7 separate regions of the Mus musculus genome follow, and regions 2, 3, 4, 5, 6 and 7 are each linked to region 1. A link is a contact called in public HiChIP or PLAC-seq and promoter capture Hi-C data. All regions are on one chromosome and are shown on one strand. The core of a region is the stretch at or near the end of the contact, and the rest is flanking DNA. Distances in the headings are between cores, read along the strand shown.

The links. Promoter capture Hi-C pulls out the DNA fragments that hold promoters and counts their contacts. HiChIP or PLAC-seq counts read pairs in DNA pulled down with a chosen protein or histone mark.
Region 2: a contact with region 1 is called in a promoter capture Hi-C map of pre-B cells, with 2.9 times the contacts expected there. The contact joins the promoter of Zfp740 here to the promoter of Atp5g2 in region 1. A contact is called at or near these places in 1 of 39 promoter capture datasets (pre-B cells) and 2 of 115 datasets of contacts at active chromatin or transcription factors (bone marrow-derived macrophages and memory CD8 T cells).
Region 3: a promoter capture Hi-C map of neural stem cells shows a contact between it and region 1. The contact joins the promoter of Rarg here to the promoter of Atp5g2 in region 1. A contact is called at or near these places in 4 of 39 promoter capture datasets (hippocampal neurons, liver, neural stem cells and 1 more), 1 of 484 Hi-C or Micro-C datasets (uterus) and 4 of 115 datasets of contacts at active chromatin or transcription factors (epiblast stem cells, large pre-B cells, memory CD8 T cells and 1 more).
Region 4: a promoter capture Hi-C map of pre-B cells shows a contact between it and region 1, with 3 times the contacts expected there. The contact joins the promoter of Mfsd5 here to the promoter of Atp5g2 in region 1. A contact is called at or near these places in 2 of 39 promoter capture datasets (cranial neural crest and pre-B cells) and 2 of 115 datasets of contacts at active chromatin or transcription factors (epiblast stem cells and pancreatic cancer cells).
Region 5: a promoter capture Hi-C map of liver shows a contact between it and region 1, with 4 times the contacts expected there. The contact joins the promoter of D930007P13Rik here to the promoter of Atp5g2 in region 1. A contact is called at or near these places in 5 of 39 promoter capture datasets (the HPC-7 cell line, cranial neural crest, embryonic stem cells and 1 more), 5 of 115 datasets of contacts at active chromatin or transcription factors (acute myeloid leukemia, embryonic basal ganglia, embryonic stem cells and 1 more) and 1 of 9 other capture datasets (macrophages).
Region 6: a promoter capture Hi-C map of pre-B cells shows a contact between it and region 1, with 3 times the contacts expected there. The contact joins the promoter of Espl1 here to the promoter of Atp5g2 in region 1.
Region 7: a contact with region 1 is called in an H3K27ac HiChIP or PLAC-seq map of trophoblast stem cells, with 4 times the contacts expected there. The contact joins the promoter of Smug1 here to the promoter of Atp5g2 in region 1. A contact is called at or near these places in 10 of 39 promoter capture datasets (the C10 cell line, the HPC-7 cell line, the SN4741 cell line and 5 more), 1 of 15 datasets of contacts at CTCF or cohesin (embryonic stem cells), 4 of 484 Hi-C or Micro-C datasets (the G1E-ER4 cell line, LSK cells, erythroblasts and 1 more), 21 of 115 datasets of contacts at active chromatin or transcription factors (craniofacial prominence, embryonic basal ganglia, embryonic forebrain and 12 more) and 1 of 9 other capture datasets (liver).

The regions. Positions count from the first base shown.
Region 1 is chr15:102,669,217-102,672,440 of GRCm38.p6, forward strand. Atp5g2 (ATP synthase, H+ transporting, mitochondrial F0 complex, subunit C2 (subunit 9)) reads right to left here and starts at 1,831. Exons shown (of 5, transcript NM_026468.2): 1 at 1,802-1,831. Mir688 (microRNA 688) reads right to left here and starts at 2,650; the gene lies at 2,576-2,650.
Region 2 is chr15:102,201,952-102,205,236 of GRCm38.p6, forward strand. It overlaps Zfp740 (zinc finger protein 740), which reads left to right and starts at 1,694. Exons shown (of 8, transcript NM_001289691.1): 1 at 1,694-1,851; 2 at 2,620-3,135; 3 at 3,278-3,285. It overlaps Csad (cysteine sulfinic acid decarboxylase), which reads right to left and starts at 3,101. Exons shown (of 18, transcript NM_001359126.1): 1 at 2,188-3,101; 2 at 1,186-1,309; 3 at 493-623.
Region 3 is chr15:102,256,173-102,259,591 of GRCm38.p6, forward strand. Rarg (retinoic acid receptor, gamma) reads right to left here and starts at 1,350. Exons shown (of 10, transcript NM_011244.4): 1 at 1,068-1,350; 2 at 298-367.
Region 4 is chr15:102,278,094-102,281,292 of GRCm38.p6, forward strand. Mfsd5 (major facilitator superfamily domain containing 5) reads left to right here and starts at 1,363. Exons shown (of 2, transcript NM_134100.4): 1 at 1,363-1,536; 2 at 2,084-3,199. The coding sequence starts at 2,102.
Region 5 is chr15:103,144,935-103,148,342 of GRCm38.p6, forward strand. D930007P13Rik (Riken cDNA D930007P13 gene) reads right to left here and starts at 1,894. Exons shown (of 7, transcript NR_045743.1): 1 at 1,380-1,894; 2 at 581-666.
Region 6 is chr15:102,294,345-102,297,711 of GRCm38.p6, forward strand. It overlaps Espl1 (extra spindle pole bodies 1, separase), which reads left to right and starts at 1,949. Exons shown (of 31, transcript NM_001014976.2): 1 at 1,949-2,071; 2 at 2,416-2,505. The coding sequence starts at 2,425.
Region 7 is chr15:103,161,580-103,164,978 of GRCm38.p6, forward strand. Smug1 (single-strand selective monofunctional uracil DNA glycosylase) reads right to left here and starts at 1,705. Exons shown (of 6, transcript NM_027885.3): 1 at 1,693-1,705; 2 at 224-395.

The DNA.
Region 1 (3,224 bases), core at 581-3,080:
GCTTTTTCTCTCTGAAGTTTGAATAGCCCATAAACTAAGATGCTCAAAGTATAGGCCTGTTAAACACTACTCCCTTAAGTACACTGGACGCAACCTGTCCAAGGCAGATATGCTACTTGTAAATCCTGAATTTTACTTTTAGACCAATGTTTGTCTTCAGGCTGGCTCTATCTAAAACTTTACTTTTTGCTGGATTCGGTGGAACACATCTATCATCCCAGCACTCAGAAGGCAGAGAGGCAGACAGAGCTCTGTGAATTCTTGGCTACACAGTGCGACCCTGTAACAAACTCCTCCCTTTTGTCTTTATGCAACCTAAACCCAGATTTGATGCCCACCTACTCAGGTTTAATTGAGTCGAAACCCAGTACTTCTTTAAAACTTTTGCAATAGAGGCTTAAGCTGGGTTGATGGCTTAGATGATGGTGCCTGCCACACCCCGTGCGCTGGGTACCTATGGAAGCAGGTGGCCTGAAGCTGACTGGCTTGCAATCAGAGTCGATGAGCTTCAGGTCAGTAAGACATCCTGTCTCGAAAGGTGAGGGTGGAGTGGAAATGCCCCCCACATTAACCTCTCAGCATGCATGCATACATGTCACCATACACGTGAATAAAGGGAGGTCTGAAGTTAGGCATGGTGGTATGTGCAAGTGATCCTAGCACTGGGGAGGCTGATGCAGAAGGATCATAAATTTGAGGTAAACGTGGGTTAGAGTCAAGAAGCCAAAATAAAATGGAAGACGTTTTTCCAAAAACAAGTTTTAACATGGTAACTTATAAAATGTAGTTCTGGCAATACTCTAATTACTGCCCAACCCACTGCTTGCTTGCAGAGAACTCAGTAAACAATTCTTAAAAAAAAAAAAAAGTAGGGGAATTAAATTTAATAGTTTACAAACATATGGAATAGTATAATCTGTTGCTGGTGTGTAATAAACCCAAGCGTATCATTCGGCGAGCCCTTCCAGTGGTCACTTAATATGGGCAAGCCCACACCAGAGCAATGAAACCCTCCACAATGAGAATTCCCCACTTAACCATTCCGTTCCTTAAACCTTCCCACTAGCTGGCAGGTATAAATTCTAAAGCTCGTATTGCTCCCATCTTCTGGGCTTGCTGCCTAACAGAAACCTCCATTTCCACCATTTAAGATTTTATTTCTAACTTCATTAGTATGTCAGGGCCTTCATTAGAGGCAACCAGTTTCTAAGGGAACAGGCCTCGCTCAGGCCTCACTCCTGCCACCTGTGCACAGGCCGGTTAGCCTGTTCTGTTACTCTCTACCACGTTCAGTTTATTTCAAACTGAAGGATGCTGACTAGGGAGATGATGGCTTTGGACGGTGAACTAGCTTGACTGCGCCAGAGGTCCTGAGGTTCAAAGTCTGCAAGCTTCAAAAAAATAAAAAATAAAGGCTATTTTGATTCAGGATGACAAGGGGAGGCAAAGGTAGGAGGGGAGAGTCTGGGGTCATGACAATGGTGAAAGGCGTGTGGGTGAGCGAAGAGCACCCATAAAAGCCTTGGTTCGCGCCCGGAGAGAACACGCTCGCCAGCATCTGCCTTTCGCCGGCCGCAGAGCCCCCAACCCCCGTGAGACACCCAAGATGGCGCCAGGCCCGCGCGGTTAGAGGTCATCGGCACGAGGAAGGGGTAGCCCTCCGCGTGGGGATGCCGGGACCGCGAGGGCTCAGGGACCCGCGTGGGAGCTAGCAAGGTCAGGGCGGCCACGCGTCCTCGCAAGGGGTACTGCTGCGCGCGCCTGCGCGGCACGAAGAGGACGCGAGGCCTCAAGGCCTTACCTGCTCCCAGGGCAGAGAAGACAGAGAGGGGCGGGGGCGCGGGAAGCGCGAGGGAAGGCTCTGCGCATGCGCGGCCGGAGCCAACGAGTCGCTTTTCTCCATGGATAGAGTGGACACAAGCTAGAGGATCGGCCGGGACGCCACAGCTCCCTCTGCCAGGTTGGTGGTGTCTTGGGGGACAAGCACTCCACCTGGCGTCCAACAGGAGAAACTGCAAAAGGAGCCCACCGTGCACGGAAGAGCCGCCAACTCTTGCTGATCTGCAACGTGGTGGAACTGTGGACTGCACAGCATTTTTGGAGTCTTGGACTCGAGTCCCCTTTCCGAGCATGCGCAAAGTTAAGGAAAAAAAAAAAAACCAAAAAACACCCTACCCAGTCTACTCGGAAATTGTTTATAGCATACAGTAGGGATTGGGGTTCAGTGCCTAAAATGTAGCAGGGGAAAATAAAATCACAGAACTCTTGGCTTCTTGTCACCCTCAGGACACTGGCAACGTTGGGTGGGAGATGGGAACTGGCCCAATGCTATTAGCAAAATGCCATGGCAGTTTCTGCTTTAACTTATTTTTATTTTTGTTTTCCCTATCTCGTTGATGAGCAAAGCATGAAAAAAACCCAGCATCTTCGAGTCATAAGACTGGGGGGGTAAACAAGGCCTGATTCTCCCTTTTGTGAGTCCTGGGATCAATTAGGGATAACCGCACCTGTGGCCTGCAGTAGGGGTGCGAAGTCACCCCAGGCGACCAGTTTACCTCCTGTCGGACTTGCTGGGGGGCGAGCTGGAATAAGTAGTCGCCTGCGAGGTGCTCTCCCCAAGCAAGCCCCTACTTTTCTTCACTGCCCTTTCGCCCGTCCCTCCCCCAGTGGCGGTGGGCGGGGGCTTTCCTGCGCTAGTCCTGGAGCAGGCCTTTGTGTACACGCAGGAACGCACGAGCCTAGCAGACGGCTGCAAGGCTGACCCAGCCCCTTAGCCCGGCTGTCCGGTTAGGGTGCTTGGACGCAGCGCGAGAAAGACGGGAAGAGCTCACCAAACCCCCATAAAAAAATAAAAAGAAAGCCGCGGCTGTAAATAAAGGCAAATCCGCCACCCTCTGAGGGGCCGTTTGTCCTCCCCTCCTTGGCCCCGTCCTTCCCGCCACCCCCTCCCGGCCCCCGGCCCCGCGGCGCCCCGGCCCCAAGCTCCTCCATTTAATCGGATTTGGGAGAAGGGGAGGATAAATCACGGCAGCAGCTTTACGGTCCCGGAGGAGAGGCGAGCCGCAGCCAGGCACACCCCGGCCGGCGATAAAAACCGCCGCTGAAAGCCCACGGAGCAATTTCCCGGGACCCCGAGCGACGCCATTACAGGAATGTAATTTTGCCCGGATGAGGCCCCGAGTTTAATTATCCTCGCGGAGGAATTTCAATGCGGCCAATCCATC
Region 2 (3,285 bases), core at 444-2,943, 470 kb before region 1:
GATCTGACTTCCTCTTCTGGAGTGTCCAAAGACAGCTAGAGTATACTTACATATGATAAATAAATAAATCTTTAAAATAAATAAACAAACAAACAAATAAATAAATAAAGTTTGTGTATCTCTAGCTGGTAGAACTTGCTATGTATACCAGGTTGGCCTTAAACTCACAGGGATTGGCCTGCTCTGCCTTTCAGGTGCTGGGATTAAAGATATTTGTCACACTCCCCTGCTTTTTTTTTTTGTTTTTTGTTTTGTTTTTTTATTTTTCCAAGACAGGGTTTCTCTGTGTAGCCCTGGCTGTCCTGGAACTCACTCTGTAGACCAGGCTGGCCTCGAACTCAGAAATCCACCTGCCTCTGCCTCCCAAGTGCTGGGATTAAAGGTGTGTGCCAACAACACCCGGCTACACTCCCTTGCTTAAGCTAATGTTTAAAACTGTATGATTGTTTCTGATGTGACTCTGTCCATGCAAGTTCAAGAGCCTGTACACACCTGGACTGCTTATTCCTTTAGAAGCAAGGTCTCTTCCCCAACCTGGGGCTCTAATTTTCTCAGTTAAGGTGGAATCCAGCAAGTCCAGGGGATTCTCCAGTCTCCACCTTTGTCAGAGCAGGCTTGTTAACCTGGAAAACAGAATCCAAACTCTGGTCCTAGTTTCCCAGCAAGCACTCTTAACAGCTGGGTCATCTCTTCAGGTCCCTACATTTGTTTTAAAAACATTCCTGGTGACATGTCTCTCCATTTTATGTCAGTTTCAGAATGACCCTAAGGGAAATGGAACTTACTTTAGTGGTGTAAAAGGTACAGGACTGTGGTTAGGAATCCATATGCTTTTTGGATAGTGTCTTACTGTCACTTAAACTCACCAGACAGCAGTTAGAATAGAAACTGGGACTTAAGTGGAATTCACGTTTCCTTCTGCCAAGTGTGCACTTAGAATAGTCCTATCTTTTAGCAGAACTCCTCTCTAATGCTACAAGTGGGGCGCTAGTATTCGAGGATAGGCTCAAATTTCCAAAGGGGGCCTGGCCCAGAGGACAACACGCACTTCCAAATCTCCAACAAGACTAGTCCACTGAAGGGAAAAAAGGCCTTTTCTTGAAAGGAAGCCTAGTTTGGCTAGGTCAAGACTGCGGGGCCGGAGCACGTTTGCCTTGGCTATTGAGGGAACTCACTGAGACTCACATGCAGATTGTGGTTTAGTGTGTACCGCAGGACTGCGCAACGGCTCAACTCTCCTCCCAGCTGACCTCAGTCTGCAGGTCTGCACCCCACAGCAGCAGGCACCGGAAAAACAGACCTCACCAAGCTTTAAAAAAAAGATCAGAGGTACGAACTGTCCCGGCTTCTACCTGGGGCGTCAGGAGAGAGACGGAGATTCTGCAAGAATCAACCAGCGCACCTAGCGAACCTTCTCAAAGAACACTCAGTACCTAAAGGTTCCCTAAAGGTTCCAGGCGAGCCTGGGAGCTGCCCTCAGTGAAGATGGCGGCCGGGGCGCTCGCGCGCCACGGCGCAGGCGCCGCCCTTCGCACCACCCTCCTCCGGTCCTCCGGGCCGTCCCCCTCCCGCTCGCCAGCTGCAGCTCTCCGCGCGTCCCCAGCCTCACCCCTTTTCGGAGGGCCCCCCCTCCTGTCCCGGCTCCGGAGCCCGGAAGTGGATGTGGCCGCTTGGCAAAGAGGGGGAGGGGGACGGAGAAGTGCTTCCGGGGAAACGGGCCCCGGGTTGGTGTTTGTAAACTTGCCTCGGTCCCGACGCGGGGAGCGGCGGCCGCGGGCTTGGCACGGGGTGCCTGGGGCCTGGAGGGGGCGCCGCGCGGCGGAGGAGACGGCGGGAGGCCGCGCCAGGCAGGTAGGCGCGCGCCGCGGGGAGGCAGCGTCGAGCGGGCGGGCGAGCGGGCGGACAGCAGCTCGCAGGCCGTGGGGCGCCGCGCGCGAGGGGGGAGGGGAGCGCGGCGGAGGAGGGGCGCGCGGCGGAGGGAGGGGGCGCGAGGGGAGGGCCGCCGCCGCCCCGCCCCCCACCGCCCCGCCGGGAGAGGGGGCCTTGCCCGGGAAGGGGGGGGGAAGCGCGGGCGCGAGCACGCAGGTCGCGCGCGGCTCGGCGCTCCCGGGGCTGCGCGCTGCGGCTGCCTGCAGAGCGCGCGCACACACGCCCGCCCTCCGCCTCCGCGGCGGCGAATTTACGAACCTTCGGGCGGACTCCGAGCGACGCTCACGTGCGGGCACTGCCAGCCACCCCGGCGCTCGGCGGAGGCCTCCCGAGCTTCCTTCCAACACAGTTCTGCCCTCGTCTGTGGAGTGCCAGCTTTGCAGGCCGGCCCACTCCGCACAAAAGCCCCAAAGGGCCTCCGCCCCCTTCTTCCGTTCCTAAGATGGCAAATCCCAGCTCTTACTCTCTTGGCAGATCCTCTCTATAGGAGGCCCAACTTACTTTTGCTCCCGTTGGCTGCTCTTTCGGCCCAGGAGGCCAGTTTCTTCTACTGACCTAGAAAGAAAGCTCTCGACTCATGTCCTCCTTTTGAGCTTCAGAACGCCCAGCAAAATAAGTTGAGGGAGCTTCGATCGTTGTTTGGCCTGAAGATGTTACACCTAAGGGCCTCATCTCCCTTTCTGGTTTCAGGTTTCTGGAACAGACCTAGAGCTTCACCAAGAGAATTCAACTTGGAAACCAAGACTGGTAGACTCTCGTTTCTTCCGACAAGAGGCAGAAGTCAGAGAGAGACTGCGGATTCTTGGGACACCTGTTTTCCTTTTGGAGGACACCGAGTTCTTTGAGAAGACAGTTCAATATGGCAAAGGAACTGAAAGAACGGGGAGGAGCCGTTACTGTGATTTGGTGACGGTTCTTCAGACAACCAGTGTCTTAAGGAAAACTGGGACAGAGAACTTCTGAACTTTTTGGGTTCGTTAAGTGAGAAGTCAGCATGGCTCAGGTAAAAAGCTCTCGAGTCCTCCTTCAAGACCGTTCACTGGGAAGCCTCTTTGCAGTGTCACCCTTGAATTCTGCCTTAGCCAACAGTATTGACCATCCCCAGTGAGCCGAGCTCTGTATTAAGCGCCAGGGGGAGATCTAGAGGAAGGAAAGGAGACAGGCCACAGCCCCTGCCTTCAGGGAGCTTCCAGTCAAATGAAGGAGGTAGGCTATATATCACGTCACAGGCACTGATGGGCCATTGGCAAAGCACCTTGTACCCGGTGTACTTTTGGTACGTGAAGTACTCGGGCATAAGGGAGTGTATAGTCTGGTGAATGCTTCATTTGTTTTTTTTTCCCAACAGGAATTTTA
Region 3 (3,419 bases), core at 100-2,599, 410 kb before region 1:
TGTGTGTGTGTGTGTGTGTGTTGGGATAACCAAGCTCCGAGCACCCTGGACACACACTCCCCTTGACCCCCTCTAAGTATCCTTACTGACAATGGCTGTGGTCCTCAAACCCTAACTCAGTACCCGAAGAATAACCATAAGGGCAGAAGCCTCAAATTTGAGGAGTAGGATCCCAACTGCCCCGGGTTTAAGCCCTACAAGAGGGAATTATTTGAGCATTTTGTCCTTGAGTTCCCTCCCCGAGACAGACATCCCTGCTGCCCCATCCCCATGACCACCAACTAAGCATATTCTTACCCTCTGGCCTCTGCAGAGAGTCCCTCCTACATACTGGGCCAGGCTGAGGTGAGGGACCTGGTGGAAACTGCTGGAAAGGAAAGAGGCGCTGTCAGTGGCACTCCAGGACAGGGGCTCTCCTGAACCTGTCCGGGCGTTATAACTCTAGCTTTGTTCCACTGGGGCCTCCCCTTGAGAATATTCTAAAAGAGCTCCCCTTCATTGGCTCACTTGTGCAGTAAGGGATAGATCAGAGAGAATCCAGGTTCTGCAGTCCAAACTCCACAGACCACTTTACCCACCTAGACACTTGCTAGAGCTTTCCTAGTCCCCATACAGAGCCCTGCCAATCCACTGGAGAAAGGGTACTTGGACCATCAGATCCACCCTTCAGTATGCCCCCGCCCCACTCCGGTGGAAGAATGCCATCCTTTCCCAGAGGAGGAAAACCCGTCTTCTCTGACATTCCGAGTACAGGAACATTGGTTCGCTTGCCCAAGACTTTCCTAAATGCTCTCCTTCAATACTCACCAAAATCAAGGGCAGACAACCCGGCCCATCCTCAGTCTGTCTAAAAAAAAATCTCCCCTTTCTCTTCCCGGGTCACGACTGACCCCAACTTGGGGCAGGAAGCCTCCGCATAAGCTCGGCTAACAGCTTGGCCACCCCCGGAGGGAAAGGACCCCAAGGCTCCCGACGCCCCCGCCCCTGGCTCATTTCAGCAGAGGAGCCCCGGCGTCCGCGGCCGGAGGGCGGCCAGGCGGGCGAGCCGGCTTCCCCGCCTGACTCACCTGGAGGGGAGGGCGGGGGAAGGAAGGCCGCAGAGCCCCGAGGTCCCGGCGTCGGGCGGTCTCGGGGATGGAGCACCGCGGTGTTAGTGACTCGCGGTAATGGGGGGCTTCAGGGGGGCACGGCTCTAGGCTGGGACAATCCCGGGGCCTCTCGGAGCCCGCCCGCCCACGTGACCGCCCCAAAATATCCGACACATTTTCTCCCAAACCGCACACTGACTCCGCAGGCGGGGACACGGAAAATATTTTCTTTCTTTTTCTCCCTCCCTACCCCCCCCACCTCCCTCCCTGCCTGGCTCCCTCCTCCTCCTCCCGCCCTCGCTCCTCCCTCCCCTGCCGCCTGCCCCTGCCCGGCTCCCTCCTCGGTGCCCTGGGGCTGGGGGGGGTGGTGGCTGGGGGGGGGGAGGACTGGGCGGGGCGGCCCAGGACGCCTGGGTCTCTGCCCCTCCCATTTGCTAGGCTTCCGTGGCTCCATCCCCGGGAGGCCGGGCAGAGCTGGCAGAGGTCAGTGTCCTGGGCTCCATGATGCCAACCCTTTCTCTCTGGCGCTATCCCCCTTCCAGCCATTTGGGGAGACTGAGTTGTCTTTAGCCACGCTGTATTCTGCCAGGCCGGTCTCTGGTACCTCCCAGGGTAGGCAGTGAGAGACTTGGACACTGCCAAGACGTGGAGTGATGGGGCAGGAGTATACCAGAGGAGAAGGCACTGTCCCCTTTTCTTAGTTAACCTCCACCTGCAGGTCAAAGCAGTATCCCTTCCTCTGGCCTTCTCTGTCCTATGGCCTAGGAGCAAACTGGTTTAACTAGTGGGGGTTACGATGAAGGTGCTACGAATTGGGTTCACAGGCTTCCTCCCTCTCATTCTGCCTGAAGTTGACTCCAGGAGTTAAAGCGCGTGGGTCTCTCGCTGCCAATATCGTCCCCACCTTTAGACTTGGATTTAGAGGGGGAGAGGCTGGCTGGGAGGAGGGCTGAAAGAACTTTAGGGAGGAGGGGGGATGGGAGGAGCCTTGCGCTGGGTGTGAGGGAGAAAGCCCAGGCGAGGGTGTGTGTCTGGCTCAGCCAGCGAGGCCTGCCTGGCTGCCTGGTAGATGCGCCACGAATGTTGTTGACGCTGGGTCTCTAGAAGCCCAAAGTCTGTGTCTAATAGGGATATTCTCTGTCTCCAAACAAACCGAGGCTGAAAGGCTCTCGAACCTAGAGAGGGAAGCCAATAGTTTGACTTTATACCACAGAGCACAGAGCCAGAGAAAAGTGAAGTCCTATGCACTCTCACAGGGATGGTCACGACTCCAGAAGAGGAGAAAGCTCATTGGACGGGCTGGGCCAGGCACTAGCCCAAAGGACCATCCTCAGCAACGCTCCCAGAGTGGCCAGCACCTGGGGAATGGGCCCCTGAATCACATCACATTTTCCACTTTGGAATTACTCAGCTCTGGTCTTGCTGTCACCCTAGGGGCCAGGCATCCCCCTCCTGGGAAAGGCTTTTCTGGGTAGCCATTATCAGCTAAAGGAGAAGGGGAAAGAGAGGCTTGCTGTGGCAATCCCAAGAGACCAGAGACGTTGTGGGGGAGGAAGGGGGGGAGCACAGACGAAACTCTGCCTTTCGCTCCAGGGCTGGGAATAGGTACTCCAGGGTCCCGTCCCCAGGTGGCCTGACTGCTGTTGACTTTGCCGGTTACCCTGGGAGCAGCTCTTAGCAGTGTGGGAGGGGTGTGTGTCCGGGAGTTGGACCCTGGCATTCAGGCTGGGGTGGGATAGTGAGCTGCCTGTGTGGCAGGGATCCTGCCAGGAGGCTGCAAAATTAACCCCTCCTGCCCTGCCCTGGTGGTGGCTGGCGGAAGGAGGGGCGGGCCCAGCTGCGGTTTGGGAATGTGGCCCTAATCCCCCTCCCCACCCCACCCCGGCACATCTGTAGTTGGTTTACAGTGAATGAGTCTCCTGTCCTCATGAACCAGGCTTGGGCACCATTCCCTTCCTGCCCAGGCACTGGGACACAGACCCAGGCACCACCCTGCTCAGCTCTCTGCACTGGTTCTTCCCTTCAGGGACTTGACCCAGAGACCAAGCATCGGAACCCTGAGACTGCAGCTTGGGGTAGCAGATAGGGATGGAACAGTTAGTGGGATGAGAGGGGGGACAAATATGGGAGAGCATCCAAGAGGACAATAAGTTTAAAATCCCATTGTTTTCCTGTTCCCTTTGTCTTGATCTGTCCATATGTCTCTGTCTCTGTGGTGGGTGGGTTTGTTCATTTATTATCCATCCTGGTTACTATAACTACTTCCTCGAAACTTCCTCGTTCCTATGACTGGAGGGGGAAGTGTTGGGGGGGGAGAGGTGATGCTGTCCA
Region 4 (3,199 bases), core at 113-2,612, 390 kb before region 1:
GAATTGAACTCAGGACCTCTGGAAGAGCAGTCAGTGCTCTTAACCACTGAGCCACCTCTCCAGCCCTGCTTTTTTTTTTTTTTTTAATTTATTAAAGATTTACTTTATTTAAAAGTTTATTTTATGTGCATGAGTGTGTGCCTAAGTGACTATACTCTCACTAGTTTCATGCAGGTCTCAGAAGTCAGAAGAGGTCAGTCAGCTCCCCTGGTGGAGCTGGAGCTACAAGCAATTGTGAAAACTACTCTGCATATTACTCTTCAAAAGCAGTAACAAGTGATCTTCCACCCCTCTGCCTCTCCTCTGCAAGAACAGCAAGTGCTCTTAACCTGTTAATCATGGAGCATTTTCGCTAGGATTTATTTATTTATTTATTTATTTATTTATTTATTTATTTATTTATTTATTTGCTTTCCAAGCGCAAGGACTACATGAGCCACCACACCATGAAAGAAAGGGAAGTCCTGGCCAGGCGGTGGCAGCGGCGCATGCTTTTAATCCCAGCACTTGGGAGGCAGAGGCAGGTGGATTTCTGAGTTTGAGGCCAGCCTGGTCTACAAAGTGAGTTCCAGGACAGCCAGGGCTATACAGAAATACCCTGTCTTGAACCCCCCCCCCCCAAAAAAAAAGGAAGAAAGAAAGAAAGAGGTCCTCTCTAATAATAACATGACTTCTGGCGGTAAAGAAGGTAACTATCTTGGGGGGGAACTCTGCAGGAAGCAGTGTGCAAAGGCCCAGGTGGGAGCCGGTGTAGACAGGAGGCCGCGTGGTAGCAGATAAAGTCATGGACATAGCAAAAAGTCCCGGACAGATGCATTTGCATGTCTTTTGAAAGATGTTGGATTCTATCCTTAGTGAAAAGGGAAGCCATTGCAGGGGTCTCCAGGACATAATATTGAATACTGAAACTTAACATTCCAAGAAAAAGCAGATCCTAGGTAGCAGGAGGTGGGAGTCCAGCTCCAGGGCTTAAGTTTTTGTCACTGCTTCCGCAGCCGGACTCCGGCTTTACACCACACCGCCTCCCTCAGGTGTCTGGACAATACTGACTGCTGGCCGGGAGGTCAGGGGAGGTCCAAACCCTAGGGCAGCTCAATTTAGGGCAGCGGAGTTCATTAGCACGTGGTATCCGCTGGCTCTGAGGGACTGCCGGCACCTTTCCTTCTCCTCCTGGAGGAAAACAGAAAATACACTTTCATTCCGGACGACCCCGCGGATATTGGCCAGCTGGAGGACCCTATGGTACCCGCCTGCTCAGGCGCCCAAGAGAACAGCGCACCGCTCCAGCATCCCGGGCCCCATAGGCTCTTCCGCTCCTGGGCGGGGCGCCACGAGGGGGAGTGGCTTCCTGCCGCGCCCCGTCACGTGACGGGGCTATCATGGCGGCGGCCACGAGCCAGCCCGGCTCCCGGAAGCAGGCTGTGAGGGGCGGGCGCGCTGCTGGAACCCGAGCGGAGCCGGAGCCAGTGCGGGGAGGGCGGCCCGGCGGCCTGGAGCCGGACGTGTCCGGAGCGTCCCGGCAGACCGGGGCAGCAGGTGAGATGGGGGCCGGGCGAGGTGCGAGCGGATGAGGGGACGCTCGGCTGAGGCTAGGGGGCGCAAGGAGGGTCAGCCGTGACCCATAGCCGGGGAACCTGCGGTGCGCGCGCGTGACCGCGAAGCATTGGAGAGGCCGGCCCGGGCGGAAGGGATGCTCGGGAATAGATGTGGAGACACTGAGCTCCAAAACTGGCTTATCAGCGAGGATGGGAGGTACAAGAAGCCTGCAGAACCTATCATGGAGATGGGCAGTAGCCCCTTTTGAACTTGAGGGACCGAGATTACTGAAAGGAGTCCCCTTTGCTGTACCAGGCAAGGGTGGAGCGAGTGCTCTGGCCTCTCCCCACTGTCACCCTCCCCCGCCCCACTGAGTCCTAGGAGACAGCCACTCCTCCCACCCACCCAACTGGTCCCTCCAGTCTCAGCTCTGGGGGAGAGAAATTGACAGTGCAGTTGGGTGGAGTTGCCCTCTGCTTAGACACCTAACTCCTCGACTGTGCTACCTGGATTATGGATGTGACTGTGGCCATCGTTCTCTCCCCAGGTCGTCCGGGGGCCCATCATGCTGGTGACTGCCTATTTGTCTTTTGTGGGCCTCCTGGCCTCCTGCCTGGGTCTGGAGCTGTCAAGATGCAGAGCCAGGCCCCCTGGAAGAGCTTGCAGCAACCCCTCCTTCCTTCAGTTTCAACTAGACTTCTATCAAGTCTACTTTCTGGCCCTGGCAGCGGACTGGCTCCAAGCTCCCTACCTGTATAAACTCTATCAGCATTACCACTTCCTGGAGGGTCAGATTGCTATCCTCTACGTCTGTGGCCTTGCCTCCACGGTCCTCTTTGGCCTAGTGGCCTCCTCCCTTGTGGACTGGCTGGGTCGTAAGAAGTCTTGTGTCCTCTTCTCCCTCACTTACTCTCTATGTTGCATAACCAAGCTCTCTCAGGACTACTTCGTGCTGCTGGTGGGCCGAGCACTCGGTGGGCTGTCCACAGCTCTCCTCTTCTCAGCCTTTGAGGCCTGGTACATCCACGAGCACGTGGAGAGGCATGACTTCCCCGCCGAGTGGATCCCAGCCACCTTTGCCCGAGCCGCCTTCTGGAACCACGTGCTGGCTGTGGCGGCTGGTGTGGCAGCGGAGGCCGTGGCTAGTTGGATAGGGCTGGGGCCGGTCGCACCCTTTGTGGCTGCCATCCCTCTTCTGGCTCTGACTGGGGCCTTGGCTCTACGAAACTGGGGAGAGAATTATGACCGTCAGCGTGCCTTCTCCAAGACCTGTGCTGGAGGCCTGCGCTGCCTGCTGTCTGACCGCCGGGTGTTGCTGTTGGGTGTCATACAAGCGCTGTTTGAGAGTGTCATCTTTATCTTTGTCTTCCTCTGGACACCTGTGCTAGACCCACACGGAGCCCCACTGGGCATTGTGTTCTCCAGCTTCATGGCTGCCAGCCTTCTGGGTTCTTCGCTGTACCGCATCGCTACCTCCAAGAGGTACCACCTTCAGCCCATGCACCTGCTTTCCCTTGCTGTCCTCATTGTCGTCTTCTCTCTCTTCATGTTGACTTTCTCCACCAGCCCAGGCCAAGAAAATCCTGTGGAGTCCTTCATTGCCTTTTTACTTATTGAGTTGGCCTGCGGGCTCTACTTTCCCAGTATGAGCTTCCTGCGAAGG
Region 5 (3,408 bases), core at 644-3,143, 480 kb after region 1:
GTGTAGCCTTGTGCTCAGTAGCCCTCTGCTGCCTGTGACAGTGCAGGTACACAAGGAACATTCAGTTCTGCTCTAGGGGCCTTGGTCGCTTGCTGGCAGGAGTCCCCAAGCAAACTGTTTCTCAAGGCCTCAGTTTCCCTATTGGCAAAGCTTTAAAGAGGAGGCAGGATTTCAGACCCTATTGATCTGTTTTTCCTGGTCTAGAAGGCTGAGCATCTGGAATCTTGCAGGCCCTGGTCAACAGTGAGTGGCACAAAGTGCCCAGAGTGGCTGTTGTGCAGAGTTCCCAGGGGAATGAAGCCAGGACCATATAGAAAACGACCAATGAGGGCTGCTCAGAATGAGGAATGGCCAAGTCAAGAGTCCTCATCCCACATCTCTCCCCCAAATCCTCCTCAGCAGTTTTTTTTTTTTTTCCATTCTGTTGCAATATTGAAGTATCTGTGCTCTTGTCTTTGGACCCCTGAAGGATCACACCCAGTATCACTGAGGACTCCTAAATCTCTATCGCCAGCCTAGTCTTCACAGGAAACTAAGACCCATGAGCCTCCTCTACTTGGATCTTTAGCAGGCATCTCACACTAAATGTGTCCAAAGCATGTCTCCTGATGCCAGCTCCTTGGTATTCCATGATACCAGGTAATGACAAGTTCCATGTTCTGGTCACTGGTAGGAAACAAAACAACACAAAAACCTCTTAGTTTTTCCTTGATGATGCTGCTTCCACGGTTCCCATCTGACTCACCGCAACCACCCCCCACCCCCACCCCGAGCTGACTCTGCAACATTCATCCAGGCCCCACTCTCTCCTTGCTGCTACAGTGCACTCTTGGACGTCCTTGTTTCCCACTGCATTCTCAACATGACAGCATTGAGTAGTCAAGGGGAGTATGCATATCACTCTCAGGCCCTGACTCTCCAATGGCTCCCTGTCCATTCAGAGTGGAAGTGCAAGTTTAGCTGTGACTCATTAGTCCCCACATGATCGTGATTAGCTTTCTGTGACCTCTTAGAAGCCACAGCTCATTCCCTTCCTTATTTTCCCTGCTCCAGCCATACCGGCCTCAATGCCATTCCTCCAGCATGCCAGACTGCTCGCAGGAGGGTTTCCCCTTGCTGTTTGTCTGCCAGGAAAGATCTTCCCTAAATCTGCCTGGGTCGTCAGCATATGGTAAATGCCAGGTTCCATATGTTGGGGGGCAGAACACAGATATGCAAGGGAGGGAACGGGAAGATGAAACAGGGGAGTCGGGTACCACACAAGACATGAAATGGCTTGTCTTGCTTTCTGTCTTCCTGGGATTCTGTCTTCAGAAGATCAGGGATCTCGGGGTGGGGCTGCTCTTGGTTCTTCAGCAAGTGGCCCCTTTCATACTAACCTCAGGGCTGATGGACCCACATCTATCAATCTCAGGACTTCTGGACAGGAGCCGTCTGATGGTCCTGAATGAACAGGCCGGTCCTTTCTATGCTGAAAGGATACAGAGAAGAAGCCACCTCTTCCAACCATGCACTTGTTACCACCACCTTCTGCCTCTCCTTCAAGCCTCTTACTCTGGTGCTAGGATGTAGGCTTGAAGAGGAAAGGGAAGGGCTCAAGGTAAAGGGCACAGGAGGCCTAAGAGAGTAAACTGAGGCAGAGAGAAACACAAGCTGTGCAGAGCCAGTGACCCAGAGATAGAGCGGAATTGCACAGGCCAAAAGGGGTCCAGGTCAGAGGTGGATGCAGCCAGCAGGTGAAAAGCAGCAATGCACTGAGGGCTGGGCGCTCTGTCCAAAGGATTAAGGTAGGTAGGCTTTGGAAGTAAGGAGCCCAGGACAGCTCCGAAGAGGAACAGGCGGGGCGGCGCGGGCAGCAGGACCACACGCTGCCGGGCTGCGCGGGCGGAGGCAGACTGAGGCGGGCGGAGGCGGCGGGCTCAGCGGAGCGGGCGGGCGCCGGGAGCGGGCTCGTAAAAGCCGCGCGGCGCGGGGAAATTGCCGCCAGAATCGCTGAGCTCCACAAAACGCCGCCCGCGCAGCCCGCCGCCGCGCCCGCTCCAATCTCCAGCCTCATCGGCGCGCGGGCTGGTTATGCATTTAAATGTTATTTAATTGGATTGCGGAGGAGCTGGGGGCCAGAGTGCCCCCGCCTCCGCCCCGCACGCGCTGCACGTCTGTTTTCCGAGTCACAGATTGCCACGCACCCCCTCCTGCCCAATCCTTTGCCTCCGACGCTTCTCTCCCTCCCTTCTGAACCCGGCCAGAGGACACTCAGAAAGACATCAGCCTATGAAGACTGAAAACTAAGAGGCTACGCACGAACACACACACACACATCCTGAAGACGCACAAAGACATAGCAGCAGCAAAAATTGGCTACACTCACTTATACCAGTGTCCATCTGGAAGATTAAGAATGGCAAACAAATATGGTCCCTAGAACCACAGAAGTACACAAATGTGTATTAACACACTCATGCTGCAAGACAAAACATCACCTGACCTCTCCCGGGGTAATGACACTCACAAAGCGACACTGCCAAGCATGGGCAGAAAGGATGCCAAAGCATGACCCTCATAGGGTAAGGCAGAGACCCTCCCCAAAGCTGAGTAAGAAGGGAAGCCTGTGTTCACTCTTACACTCAGCCAGACCACCACCTATTTGCTTTGCCTATTCAGGGTTGGAAAACAAAACCTTTTGTTCAGCGACATACTGTCCTCCCAAACCACAGCACAGGAAGCTTCAAGAGGCAACTGCATTTGTAAGGATGTTTTTTAAACCGAACAAAGAAAGAAAATTGAGTCCCAATTACAACAAGCGGGATAGCAGATAGACACCAGGAGGGCCTTCCTGAGAGGATAGAAACTGGAATCCCAAGAGGTGAGGTTGGCCATGTGTGTGAGGTGGGGAGCTAGCTAAGAAGTCAGCACCGTGGAGGTTAGGGTCAAGGGTTAAGGTTAGGGAGGAGAGCACGTCCTGCATAGGCAGTTCTCCACAGGCTCCCAGCCAGCAACAGTTAACTGTTGACCTGAGATGATCAGGATTACGCCACTTCAATTAATGAAAATGGAAATGGCAACCTGGCTTGGCACAGGTCCCCGCAGAGGACCATTCTGGGCTCTCCGCCATCCCTTCTGCGAGCAGGGCCCGGAGACTTGAGGATCTGAGCGGGGCTGTGGGGACAGAAGAACAGGCAAAATGTACGGGGGGGTGGGGGTGGGGGAGATTCTATTGCAGCTGACCTGCTTGCATTGTATCTGAGAGCATGAGGGCCCAATCAGAGAAGAGAAAGTATCCTCACACACAGGCTAATTCAACCTTGTCTGCTAAAGTGTAGGTTCAGGCAGGCTGACAATCAGGCTTCTGAAAAGAAAAGCAATTGGTTTCCCCCTAAGCAACTTATTTCTGCATCATCTGATGGCCAT
Region 6 (3,367 bases), core at 699-3,198, 370 kb before region 1:
TGTTCTTAACTGTTGACCCATCTCTCTAGTCCTCTTACTTTTTATTTTGAAATGGTTTAAATGGCTTGTGTTAGCCTTGAACTCCCTCTGTAGTTCACTCTTGGTACCCAAGATCCTCTTGCTTCAGGCTCCCCAGTATCTAGGATCATAGTTTTGAATTAACAGGCCCACCTTGTAACAAATACTGTTCGTTTTAAAAATTAATTTGTTATACTTATGTTTATAGGTGTTTTTGTCTCTACATATGCCTGGGTACCATGTCTGTGTCTGCTACCCAAATGGACCAGATCCCTGGAACTGGAGTTAGAGAGCTGTGAGCCACCATGTGGGTGCTGGAAATTGAACAGAGGCCCTCTGGGAGAGCAGCCATTGCTGTTTACTGTTGAACCATCTCTCCAGGCCCGCTTTTTTTTTTTTTAATATTTATTTATTTCTTTTATGTGTAGGAGTACACCATAGTTGTCTTCAGACACACCAGAAGAGAGCATCAGATCCCATTACAGATGGTTGTGAGCCACCATGTGGTTGCTGGGAATTGAACTCAGGATCTCTGGAAGAGCAGTCAGTGCTCTTAACCTCTGAGCCATCTCTCCAGCCCCAGGCCCGCTTTTAAAAAGATTTTTTGTTTTGTTTTGATTTTGAGACGAGGTCTCACTAGACAACCCAGGCTGCCTTTGAACTTTAAGCTTTTTTAGCTCCTCAGCCTCCTTAGTAAGTATTCCCTACCCTCTGGTGGTGGGTGATGTTTGGTACCACCCTTGACTTTATAGTGCATCTGAGAGAGCAGGAGTTAGACTACTTGGTAGGCAGGCAGATAAGGGAGAGGGGCCATGGCTAGGAGATAAAGGTGGTCAATTTCCAGGATGGCTGCTTCTTCCTTATGCCCCTGACTTGAGAAAAAAGCTCGGCATTGTTAGTGTCTGCATTAAATATTGCCATTCCCACGCTGAAATTTTCTAGTGGGGGAGATGTCAGTTTTTTCTCTTATTCCCTCCCCTTCCTATGTCTCCCCCTTTCTTTTTCTTCCTTCCTTCCTCCCTCCCTCCCTCCCTCCCTCCCTCTTTCTTTCTTTCTCTCTCTCTCTCTCTCTCTCTCTCTCTCTCTCTCTCTCTTTCTTTCTTTCTTTCTTTCTTTCTTTCTTTTGATTTTTCCTGAGACAGGGCTTCTCTGTGTAGCCCTGGCTGTCCTGGAACTCAGAAATCCCTACGCTCAGTATTTTGAACCCTGTTTCAAAAAACAAACAAAACAAAAGACTGTGAACGTTCACAATGAATTCTTCCCTTTACTCTTCACTCAACTCTATAGCCTTTCTTATACAACCCATGTAAGATGTAGGCTGGAATCCAAACTTGGGAGGGAGGAGAACCTAGGAGAACCCGGAGGTTGTCCCTGCACCCTTTTCAGTGTCCCTCTCCACAAAGTCAGAGTTTTAAAGAATCCCAAAGACCCTGTGTGGTGGTGTACACCTTCAACCCCAGCATTAGGCAGGTGGATCTCTCTTAGAGGCCAGCCTGGTCTATTTAGCAAGTTCCAGGACAGCTAGGATCACGTAGTGAGAACCAGTCTCAAAAAACAAAAATAAAAACAAAAAAATACATCAAAGGCTATTACACCTTTTCTTTCCTAGTAACGCAAAGCAAGCCATGTGGGTTTCTTATTTTAATTCTCTTGAAATTTAAAATCCTGCCTGAGCTCAGGGAATAAAGGCAAGAAAGACTTAGTGATTGACCACCCAACTGCGAAATGACTGTAATTGACTGAGGTTGAAGAAGGAGACTGTGTCCCAGAGTCTTTCCGGTCCAGAGTTGTACCCGCCCCTCCAGGAACACGTGACAGACAGCGCGGCAGATAAACTACAACTCCCAGAGCGCCACGCGGCCGGCCTGCGTTACGCTTTCTCGCTGATTGGTCACTAGGGATATTTGAAAGGAGGTGCTGGCGCGGAAAACGAAGCGTGCCCACCCGGTGCTTGGTGGAGCTCGGGCTGGAGGACGCTGCTAGGCCGGTGAGGAACGGCAGCTTCGAGGGAATTAAGGCACGGAGGGTCTGGTGAGCGCGCGCTCAAGCCGCGGTAAGTGACATTCCCATTGCTGACCTGGGAAGAAACGGGGCGTTTCTGCGGAGGCTCGGCGGCCCCCGAAAGGGTGTGCTCGGCGCCCAGGACCCTGTGGAGACCCCTGCGGTGGCCTGGTGGGACACTGAGGACAAGGAGCGTCCTGGAGGAAGGAACAGTGGACTTGTCAGTTTGTAACGGGAGCCCAGTTTATATCGGCCTCTCCCCGCATAGGATTTCTGGTGGGATTCTTTGCCTGCTTCATCCTTTGAATCCTCCTACAACTTTCAATCCCTTCTTTCCTCCAGTTATTTCCATTACAACCCTTCGCAGGCTTCTACAAACCATTTCGTTGTATCTAGACTTTTGCCATGAGGAACTTCAAAGGAGTCAACTTCGCCACTCTGCTCTGCAGCAAGGAGGAGACCCAGCAGCTGCTGCCTGACTTGAAGGTGGGACCCTTTATGGCTCAGGACACACCTAGTTTCTGAGATTATCTGTGTTTTTTTCCTTTTCCTTTTTTCTTTTTTTCCGAGACAGAGTTTCTCTGTATAGCTCTGGCTGTCCTGGAACTTACTTTGTAGTCCAGGCTGGCCTCGAACTCAGAAATCCACCTGTCTCTGCCTCCCTAGCGCTGGGATTAAAGGCTTGCGCCACCACGCCCGGCTTCCTTTTCCTTTTTATTTATTGTTTTTATTTTTATTTAAAAAATTATTTTTCCGCCGGGCAATGGTGGCACATGTCTTTAATCCCAGCACTTGAGAGGCACAGGCAGGTGAATTTCTGAGTTCGAAGCCAGCCTGGTCTATAGAGTGAGTTCCAGGACAGCCAGGGCTACACAGAGAAACCCTGTCTTTGAAAAAAAAAATTTTTTTTTCCCCTAGGGCTACTAATGTGATCATCTCCTAAGGACACTCTGGTTTATGTTCTCCGTTTGGGAGAGTTATACATCGGTTTTTGTTTACGTTTTATCATTCTCCTTATAGTAAATTTTACATTCTAATTTTATTTATTTATTTATTCATTTATTTATTATATGTAAGTACACTGTAGCTGTCTTTAGACACTCCAGAAGAGGGCATCAAATTTCGTTAGGGATGGTTGTGAAGCCACCATGTAGTTGCTGGGATTTGAACTCAGGACCTTTGGAAGAGCAGTTGGCGCTCTTAACCACTGAGTCATCTCACCAGCCCTCTAATTTTTAATTAAAAAAAATTTTTTTTTTCCATACTGGGGATTGAACTCAGGATCTCATGCATTCAGGAAAATATTTCACCACGGAGCTATATCTCTATATCTGTTTTCACTTTTAAA
Region 7 (3,399 bases), core at 455-2,954, 490 kb after region 1:
CTGATGGATTCCTCTCTACCACCCATAACCCCAGTATGAGAGAATGATGGTAATAATAGTATATCACTAAGCTACATCACTAGCTCCCACTGCCTCTGCTGCTTCCTCCTCTCCCTCCTCCTCCTTCTTTCTTTTAGACTTTATTTTTATCTTATGCGTTTTGAGACAAAGTCTCACTACATGGCTTTGCCTGTCCTAAAATTCAAGATGTAGACCTACTAACCTCCAACCAGTGGCCTTCTTCCTGCCTCAGTCTCCCGAGTGCTGGGATTACCTGGATGTGTCACCATAGCAGGCTAGAAATCTGGTTTGTCCACACAGGCTCCCAGAACATTCTGGAAAGCTGAGGACGGTGTGGCGAACTGGGTTTTCTGGGACCTTTGCTTTGCAAGTCCCTGTGTAGAACCAATATTAGAAAAAACAGCACAGGGATCTCTCTCAGGTCTAAGATGGGTCTGCTCTGGGCTGAAGACAGCAAGGATAGGCATGCACAGAAGTGAGGAGAGCTTATTTTCACTGTTCATCTGGTAGCAAGTGTCACAGGCTAACTAGAATGCTAGTCCTGGTTTCCTCTCTTAAACGGTTCTTTCTCTTAACAGTTGTTTTTATTTACTAGGGAGAGCAAGCACACCTTAGCAACTCATGTGGCAAAAGATAACTTTTGGGAGCTGGTTCTCTTCTACTGTCAAGGCTCTGAGGAATGAATATAAGTCATCAGGTTTGGTGGCAAGAGCCCTACCAGCCAAGACATCTAAGAAGGTTCTCTTGCACAAATCACTTTAAGGCTCTTCTCTATAGGAACCATCAACCTACCTCCAGCAATTGTTTATTTCTTAAATATTTGAGTCCCTCATATGTTGGGGGGATAACTCCAAAATAAGATATAAGACAGGTTTGGGATAAGCCATGAAGAGCTAAGAGGACAGATATAATCTGAGCTTTGCTGTCCTGGACAAAAAATCAAAAAAAAAAAAAAAAAATTCCTAGCAGGAAGTCTGACAGTCCTCCCTAAAGTCACCAACAGCCATAAGCTCAATGCCTGATGCTGCAACTCAGTGGAGTGTATACCAAAGATGAATGAAGCCTTGGGTTCAATCCCCAGCACTGTAAACCAGGTATAGAAGCTCGTATCTATCAGCTCAGCACTCAGGAGGTAGAGGCGGAAAGATGAGAAGATCAGGAGCCTTTTGTGTGTGTGTGTGTGTGTGTGTGTGCATTTTTTCCCCTCAAAAAGCAAAATGCCTTAAGAAACATGTCACACATTTCAAATTACATTAAAAAACAAAGGGCAACCCTGAGATACATCCAGGCCACAGTGCGATGGAGGCTCATTAAGTAAAAGTACTGGCTGCTCTTTCAATGGTTCTCAGTTTAATTCCCAGCACCCATAATGCGGCTTGCAAGAGTCAAACTGCAGTCCTATAGTATCCAATGTCCTCTTCTGGTGTGCAGACAAAACACCCATATATAAAAAATAACATAAATAAACCTAAAACAAAAATAAGAATCCAAGCCACTAGCTAGCCGCTGTCCCTTGTAGGTGGTACAGAAATCCACAGGATTTAAATCAAAACAGCGCTGCAGGGCTCACAGGGGCCCCTTGTAGGCCTTGGAGTCACAGAGCGGCTACCTCTCCGGAACTCCGAGAGCCCCCACCGCCCTTCCCAGAGATCCAGCCCCCTACTCCCTCACCTGCACAAGCTCCCCATGCAGCTTCCGCTTCCTTTCTTCGTCCTGGCGCGGAGGGCACTGGGAGTTGTAGTCGACAGCATTTAAATAAGAAGAATGGCTAGCGACGTCTGCTTCCGCCGGAAATGCCAAATCCCCGGAAAACTCGCTAAAAGAGTTCCACGGGTCGCTGGGGATTGTAGTTTAATAATATGATTTACATCAAGACGTCACAACCATCTGGACTCTGCAGCCATCCCCAATACCTCATCCACCAGAGACCTTTCCCTCTTGCTGCCCCGAGGTATAAGGCATCATCTTTGCAGCCCTCCAAGGGCCATTAACTGTTTACATAACATCCAAAGAGGCAACCGTGTGGTTGTGGCGGATCTACAGAGTGAGTTCCAGGACAGCCAGGGCTACACAGAAACCCTGACTCGACAAAACAAAACAACCAAACAAATATCCACGAAGGCATTTCTCTCAGCACCTACCTCTTTGACAGTGAACATCCCTGTTAGCATTAGCATCTAAATCCACAGCCTCGCCATTTTAATCTGTTTCTCTCTTGCCTTGACATCTGCCAGCCTGTATCCTGAATTGGGTTTCTCCAAGAAGCAAAATCAAAACCATCCTTTTATCAATGTGAGGAGATGTATTGTGGAAATACGCTCACAGCCCTATGGGACCTGCTGCCTGTAAGCTGGAGAACCAGGGAAGCCCTTTGTGTTAAGAGCCCTTCCTTAGTCATTGGTTGCACTGGACTCTGAACAGGTTGGTGGTGCCCACCCAGGTTAGTAAGGAAGATCGTCCTGACTCAGATTTTTGTTTATTTACCAACTCTTATGTCTCCTGGCCCTCATAAGTAGACATATATAAATAACACATCCCATCTTTCCAGACTCTCCTACAATAGTCTTCCCAGGAAGCCTTCTCCAACAAACTTTAATCCCTAATTGCACCTAACTAGCCCCTCAGCACTGACTTCCAAAGCCATTCACACCCTGCTTTGTTCCTATCTAACTGGACATTTCACTGTGACTTTTCACTCAACTGGAATCTTCCATGGGTAGATATCTTCTGGGTCCCTTGCCTTCCCCAATACTCATGCCGGGGGAAGCCAGGGCTCTCATCACCAAAGCAAAGTCCCCAATGGGTGCTAGGGAAGAAGACCAGGGAACCCAGAACACAATGCCTTTCCCAAGACTGCTCTAGCATCCAGATAAAAGCAGTGGGTGCAGCTGTTGTGAGTAGTGACCATCCAGCATCAAGGTGAGGAATCACTCACCTGTATTCCATCGAGGCTGCCCCTTACTTGCTGAGCTGTAGTGCACAGCAGCCTTGTCCCTCTGGGTCTTGCCACTTTCTTTCTGTACGATTTGTCGCTCACCTCTTCCATGGCTTGCTTTCTGTCTCTAGGTGCCTCTATCTTCCCCTGGGCACACCTCAATATCTCTACTTCCTCTGCAATGAAGAAAAGTAAACTTCGTGAACAGGACTCTCTATCTCTGTTTTCTGCACATTTTCCTGTCTCCAAACAAACAAAACCTCACCATAGTGTTGTCTTGTTATTTAAGAATCCTAAGAGCCTGTTGAGACAGGAGGGCTGTATGTAACACCACAGCTCTGGGAGAGGAGGAAGGGGTATCAGAAATTCAGGAAGTTCCTCTGCTACATATCACATCCGAGGCCAGCCTGAGATAAGTGAAATCTTGTCTAAAAAAAGGAAAA